Linked DNA regions of Oryzias latipes: region 1 is linked to region 2. Evidence: chromatin contacts called from public Hi-C data. All regions are on one chromosome and are shown on one strand. The core of a region is the stretch at or near the end of the contact, and the rest is flanking DNA. Distances in the headings are between cores, read along the strand shown. Region 1 has its middle 25 kb from the start of LOC101167695. Region 2 holds the start of LOC101167440 (single-stranded DNA-binding protein 3).

The links. A called contact is a pair of places that touch in the nucleus more often than the background predicts.
Region 1: a Hi-C map of fibroblasts shows a contact between it and region 2, with 2.7 times the contacts expected there. The contact joins the enhancer-like site here to the promoter of LOC101167440 in region 2. A contact is called at or near these places in 2 of 5 Hi-C or Micro-C datasets (embryo and fibroblasts).

The regions. Positions count from the first base shown.
Region 1 is chr4:8,146,507-8,149,696 of ASM223467v1, forward strand. No RefSeq gene overlaps it. Among protein-coding and RNA genes, the nearest start is that of LOC101167695, 25 kb to the right of the region's middle. Within about 2 kb of position 1,750, at least 7 of the 8 cell types and tissues checked have an H3K27ac peak or open chromatin away from gene starts, as enhancers often do. A contact at or near this core is called in embryo, where this site is marked.
Region 2 is chr4:8,113,388-8,116,711 of ASM223467v1, forward strand. It overlaps LOC101167440 (single-stranded DNA-binding protein 3), which reads right to left and starts at 1,862. Exons shown (of 17, transcript XM_023954125.1): 1 at 1,661-1,862. The coding sequence starts at 1,716.

The DNA of each region.
Region 1 (3,190 bases), core at 500-2,999, 33 kb after region 2:
GGTCGTTGAAAGACACAAATTTATGTAGGCATCTCACAGAAATCATACCCAATTACGTAAGATTTATGTAACAATTGCGTATAAACTACATAAAATACTCGTAAACTGCATAATTCTCAACCCGCCGAAAATTTTGAACAGCTCAAAACTGAATTCACGTAAAGACCCATTGACCGAAACCCTTGACGGACATCTGCGCACATCGATGAATGACGAAGGCAAGAAACATTTATGGATTACGTTTATCACGCATGTATCACCAAAGGCCGAAATTTCATATACGCGGAAAAATGTATGTAGTGGCTGTGTGACACGGCCTTTACATGAGCAGTATGTTTGAGTTTCTGTTTTTCTTTTACTTGAGTAAATATTTCGACGACTACTTTTACCTACTTAAGCATGATTGTTTTTAAGGGGAGTTTCTCCAACCTGAGATGTTTTTACATCACTTGCAGGCCTCTGCAGGAAAAAAATTATCATCATTTCCTGCAACGTGGCATTGATATTGTGTCAAGAATTTTCACTTTTTTTTTTAATTGCAAGTTAGATTTTTAAAAATAGAAGAATTGCTTCATCAACAGACTTCTAATATGCTAAACACATATGCTAAAAAGAGGCAGACATAATCCAAGCAGTTTGACCAGCACAATAGTCAAATGAGAATGCCATAAGGATGATCTAACTGCAACAATAACACATACTGAAGTGATTTGGAACTCCACACGTCAGATGCCTCTCAGTCTGGTGTTTTCTGTCGATCATCCTTTCCTGAGTGTCTAAAAGTTATTAAAATTGGGAAAAAGTTGCAAATGTTACATCTATTTGGTCAAGGTTCCACTGGTTTGACTTTGACACACCTTCAATAGTCATGGGTTTTGTACAAAAAATCCAAAACTTGACTTAAAAACCTGCGAAGGGTCAATTGAACGCAAGATTTTTTGACGCAGAAGCCTGAAAAGTGCACATGCATGGGTTTACATTGACTTTTTATTGGTGGTCGCTTGAACACACGTTACCGAGCCTGAGATGATCGAAGCTTTTCAATTATACTAATGTGATTTTAATTACCATTGATAAAAGAGGGATGTGTTGTCATCTTACGTTTAGGGACTTAATAAATTAAAATATAAAACTGTTAGGTAACACTTTTACATCCCGGTGAGCTACATTAAGTCCTGCTTTTGGTCTAACTCTGGACAGCTTGCTTGAAATTTTGATGAAAGCACTTTGGGGACATTTGTTTTCATTGGGTTCATCTGTTGTTTTTTTGTGGGGTTTTTTTTTTGTGTGTATGTGGTTATTTGTGCTTGTGTGTATCGGGGGGGGGGGGGGGGGTATCCACCTTATCAGCCAAAAGCCTCAGTTATTTAGTTTTACATTGACTAATTTCTTATTCCAGCGGAGGGGGTGCAGGCTACTGACTTGAACGGCGGCTTCATGACCCAAAAAAACTGTCAGTCTTTCTCTGGAATAAATTGTAGAATGTTCCATTTTGAAACCCGGGGGTGGTGCGAAGTAACATAGGTAATGAGAGCATGAAAAAAAATTGTTATGTTTTCCTTTCTAGACAAACATACATGAAAAAGTTGAAGCGATATTTGCAGCCTTTTTGTTGTTCAGATGAAAAGAGGGCTCTAAGCAGACAGGAATAAGGTGTTGCCGCGGCCACCCCCGCCTCCGTGAGAGGATGCTCGTGTGGGCTCATAGTAGAATCGATTCACAGAGAGGGCAGCTTGAAACCGTCTGGCTCTGCTCGCTGCTTCGTTTGGAGAGAGCGGCGTGTCGGACGGCTCTGGACGCATCGGCGCTGTGCATGTGTGTCTCCCCGCGTGCGCCCGCAGGAGTGGTGCGTCTGGAAAAGACTAAAGGGGAAGGGGGGGGGGGGTGCTTGGAATGTGACGTTGTTGACAGCTCTGATTGAATCTTTGGGGGCATCGGGGGGTTATGACAAATGTTGTGGGGAAATAAAGTCAGTGATGATACAACTAAGTCCTCTCTGGAGGTTCTTCCTGACTAAGCGCGTGAAAGACAGGAAGCAATTGATGTGGACAGTAACCCCCCCCCCCCCCCCCCCCCCCCCGTTTTAAAACGTATTTGCCACAGAATCGTGCTTTTCTGATCGACACGTGTCACACATGCTTCCTGGTGTTTTATGATACCTTTTGCTTGCCATAGCGAGACTCTGCGCCTTAGAAGGCAGCTACAGTACATCTGATGCCCCTATTACCTAGGATAATCATTAAAATTCTTTGAGTAAAAAAGTGGAAATTATAGATTTCTTCCTCAGAAGAAAATAATGATTGGGTAAATATGATGTTTTTCTAATCACGTAAACAAAAAGTGCCATAGATGAGCAGGAACCTGTCCCTCTTTATTATTTTCTCAATAAGGGAGGGTGCTCAGAAAACACAAAGCAAGAAACTCATATTTAACACTCATCAAAATTGTTATTTTATTTTAAAACCATAAAAAATTGCTGGTTCATACATGGAATAACCGCAGTTCTGGAAAAAAAGGCTGAAAAACAAATATTGTTTAGAATTGAAGCTATTATTGTTCTGTTTTCTTCTAAACAGGAGATGATCAAGCTGCAGCATCTGCAGCCCAAAACAAAATAACTCCATCCTTTAGGAGAACCTTTTAGTACATCTTTTCTACCTGAATGGGAGCTGTGGCTGCATTTAACCATTTCAAACATGAATACTGAAGATGGGAGTATCAAAGAAAAAAGTTCACATGTCCTCTGGAGAGAAAAAGGATTTGAGTTGATTTTTTAAGGATCTAAGTGTTAATATTTCAGTTTTGGGTAGTTTTAATGAAGAATGTTCAGGTTCCTTTCCCAGAGTACAACTTTACATTTCGATATAATTAAAGCAACATTTGAGTGAATTCGCTGAAACTCAACAGAGCATCCACTTCATCCCACTGATAAACTCCACCTTCCTTCACAGTCTCCTCTCCCATCATGCCCTTCATTTCATCACACACTTGGCGGTGGCGGCATGCCCGCACGCGCCAGCTTGTTGAATGCACTGCAGGTCGGCAGGTCTGGCCAGATAAGAGCAGCACATGGCTTTCTGCTACTGGGAGGGAGCATTCGAGTGGAACATTGCCTCTCAGATCAAACCACCCATTCAGCAGTAATATTGAGGCCAAATGCGCTCATACTTGAATCCATAGCGCCCCCTGA
Region 2 (3,324 bases), core at 612-3,111:
CGGTAACTATCCGTCGGTTTTTGGTTCACACAAAACTTCATGGTAACAACACGTCCTAAGGATCTGCAAACGCAAAAACTACAAAAACCAGAACCAATGAGCCGCAGAGCCTGCCTGATGGAACCTGAAGCTTTCAGAAACACGCAGCTTCTTCTTTGAGATTGTTAGCATCAATATTCGGGATTTGCTCCTCATCGTCCTCGTGCTGTTTGCGTGAAAGGGCCTCCATCATGTTTGTTTCAGCTCTTTCAAGGTCAGGCTCGTCAAATGCGGCGGCAGCTGGGTGTCAGTCAAATCAACGCCAAAGCTTCAGGAAACACGAAAAGCTGGTACTGTTGGAGCAACGGCAGGACACCCTTTATAAAAAAAGGTGCAGCCTTCATCGGATGTTTGCTCCGTCTTGGCGTGTTTCTGACGTAGGTGGATTGTAGGACACCCTCCTCCTTTCCTGAGCAGAATCTGTTCACATATGTAAATATGAACATCAGCTCAGCGAGGGCTGCTGCAGGGCAGCTGCTGCCAGCTGGAACACGTGTTTGGCCTGCGGGGCAGGTAAGGGCAGCAAGACAGGTGAGGAGGACAGAGGGCAAGCGCAGCTAGTTCTGGACAGAAGCATCAAGCAGACTGGGCTAAGAAAGGCTGGAGTTGGTTTCTTTTGATCAGCTCTGAAGCAGCAACTCTGAAAAGACATTTGGTCTCTTCTGAGTTGAATCTCCTCCTACGCTACTGTCTGAATTATTTTGCCTCGGATTTCACTCCAAATCACGCAAAAATCTAACACCCAGCCATACAAACGGACCTTAAGCCTGTGGTGCAGGAGCCCCTGCAGGTGTGCTAGGGTCCACGCTGCTCCTGAAACCACGTGCACGGTTTGATTTGGGACCGTTTACTGACAAAATGCTGTAAGGCTCAGAGGTCCTACAGGTGGACCCTGAGGAACACCTGGACCCCTCACGTCTCCGGATACCCAAACACATAAGGCAACACGATCCAAGAGGAGAAGCGAGGAGCTGTGGAGGCTCCCTGCATCTCAGGAGAGGGGAGAGGGTCTCCTTCAGCCTCTAACCCTGAACTGAAGACCGTGTTCCTCTGAGAGGACCAAAGTTTGATTCCGGGCCGGTGCTGGACAGCAGCAGAAGCTCACCAGCGCGCAAAAGTTTTGCACCGCTGTATGACGGCTGGCCCAGACTAAACTTCAGCCTCCCGAGCCGTGACAACCTGCGCCGCATCCACAGGCGCGTCGGTGCTGAGCCGGAGCAGCGCGCGCGCACGTGCGTGTCCGTGAAGCAAACACATGTAAAAGTTCCCCGGACCTAAACACGCGGGTTCAGGGCGCGTGCTCCCGGAGGAGGGATGCTTCTCCTTGTGCGCGCGCGCCGGATCAGAGAAAGTCAGCATCACTCAGCTTTCACAAAGATTGCGCCAACTCTCGGAGGGCGCGCGCGCCGCTCGCCATCAGGCAGCACACGCGGAGAAACGGGAACTTTTCAGATGCGCATCTTTGAGGCGGGCGGGTGTTCCGGTGACCCGGCGCGCCCTGCAGTCAACCTGGAGGCACTTTTTTAAAAGGCAGCAGCTACTTCCGAAAGTTCTGCTCCTCCGCCCCCGTCCTTCGGCGGGAAACATCAGCAGGTAAAGTCAGAGAAGGAAATCCACTCACTTTTCGCGGGCTTGGTTATCGGAAGGGACGGCAGCTCCTTTACCTTTGGCGTACATGCTGGATTCTGGTTGAAGACTTTTGCCCCTCAACACCTGTCAAAGAAAGCAGGCAGGAAGCCGCTCCATCTCCATAGCTACCCCCTCAGTGTTTTCTTCCCCCTCCTCCTTCCTCCTCCCTCCATCCTCACCCCTCCCCTCGCTCCCCCTTTACAACATTGGTCACAAATCAGGCACAGTTTCTGTTGGGGGAACTTGAAACCGTCCTCTGTGTTGGACCCCCCCCCCCCCCCTCACTGGCTGTTCCGCGGGCTTGCTTCTCCTCCCTCCGCTGTCCAGGAGGTGGGGGCTCCTTAAAGGGAAACGCACTTCTTGTTTTGGGGCTTCAGGAGCATGGGAGCGGGGATGAGGGGGTGGGAGGGACGCGGGGCGCGTGCACTCTCCTCCTTTTGGGAGGCTGTTGTCACCCTTTAATGCTGAATTCTGAGGATGTGAATCCCAGCAGGTGGATTCTGCCCATTCAGAAGCAGCTAAATAATTTCTGTACATGTCTTTAAAATGAAATTTACTAATATTAATGTTAATATGTGTTAATTATTAATCACAATTACTAAATCAAAGCAGAAAATGTGAAAACTAGGGTTCTGATTTAACATCCTGTCCCTTACACTCACATTTACACCTCTAGAACTGCTGGGAAATCCTGGAGTGTTTGAATGTCACACTAAGGCTCTGTCCGAACTCCCACCCTAACCCCTAACTACTAAAAAACTCAGTGGCGGTTTTACACTAACTAACTCCATGGGCGAGCAACCCCACCAGACCCCCCTCCCCCACACACATACAACAAAACAAACAAAGCCTGGAAATATTAATAATAAAAATAACAAATCATGTCTTTCTGTTTTCTTTGCTCTTTTATCATTTTTTAGAGCAGGACTCCTGCATCATTTTAGCAATCTGTTCATTTCTTGGTGTGTGACGTCCTGTGTGTGTCTTTGTGAAACACATCACAGGGATTCGATCTAAAAAAAAAACTTATTGTGAATATTATTTTTTGGTCTAATAAAACATTAAAACTAAATCATAGAACTCATCAGTGGGATTACTCCAAAAATAGTTGGCATTTCCCTAATTTTGTGCAACACCAACAGTAAAGATCCTCCAAAAAACCTCAATACTTTCATAAAATTATCTATAGTTTGTTTATGATATCATAAAATGCCGCTGTTTTACTGCATTACCTGCTGTCTTTATGTCAAATACTGACACCAACTAAATAATAAAAAATATCTACAATAGTTAGTAAATAATGACATTATTAACATGAGCTGGTGAGTGATCCAACAGCAACGATGATCCAGGTGTTGCGTAATGTAGGCTGCGCTCCTTGCAGCCTGCGCCCCCCACCTCCTTCTGACAGACGCGGCTCCGTCTCTCTGACGGGAGCACGCAGCTGCGGCCTAGAGTTGATTGTTAGAGTGAAAAAGATTCCCAATTACCTGTTTGTGTGATTTATCCAGCCACTGGTGAGTTGCGCCCCCCTCTCGAAGTTTTTGACTTGTTATGTTCCAAAGACCACCTCAAAGAGGTGTAGGCTCAAGTGTCTTGCAGCAGAGGGTGGTGGTCACGTGCACGTTGGATCTGCTGTGTCAGAGCAGGGAATTG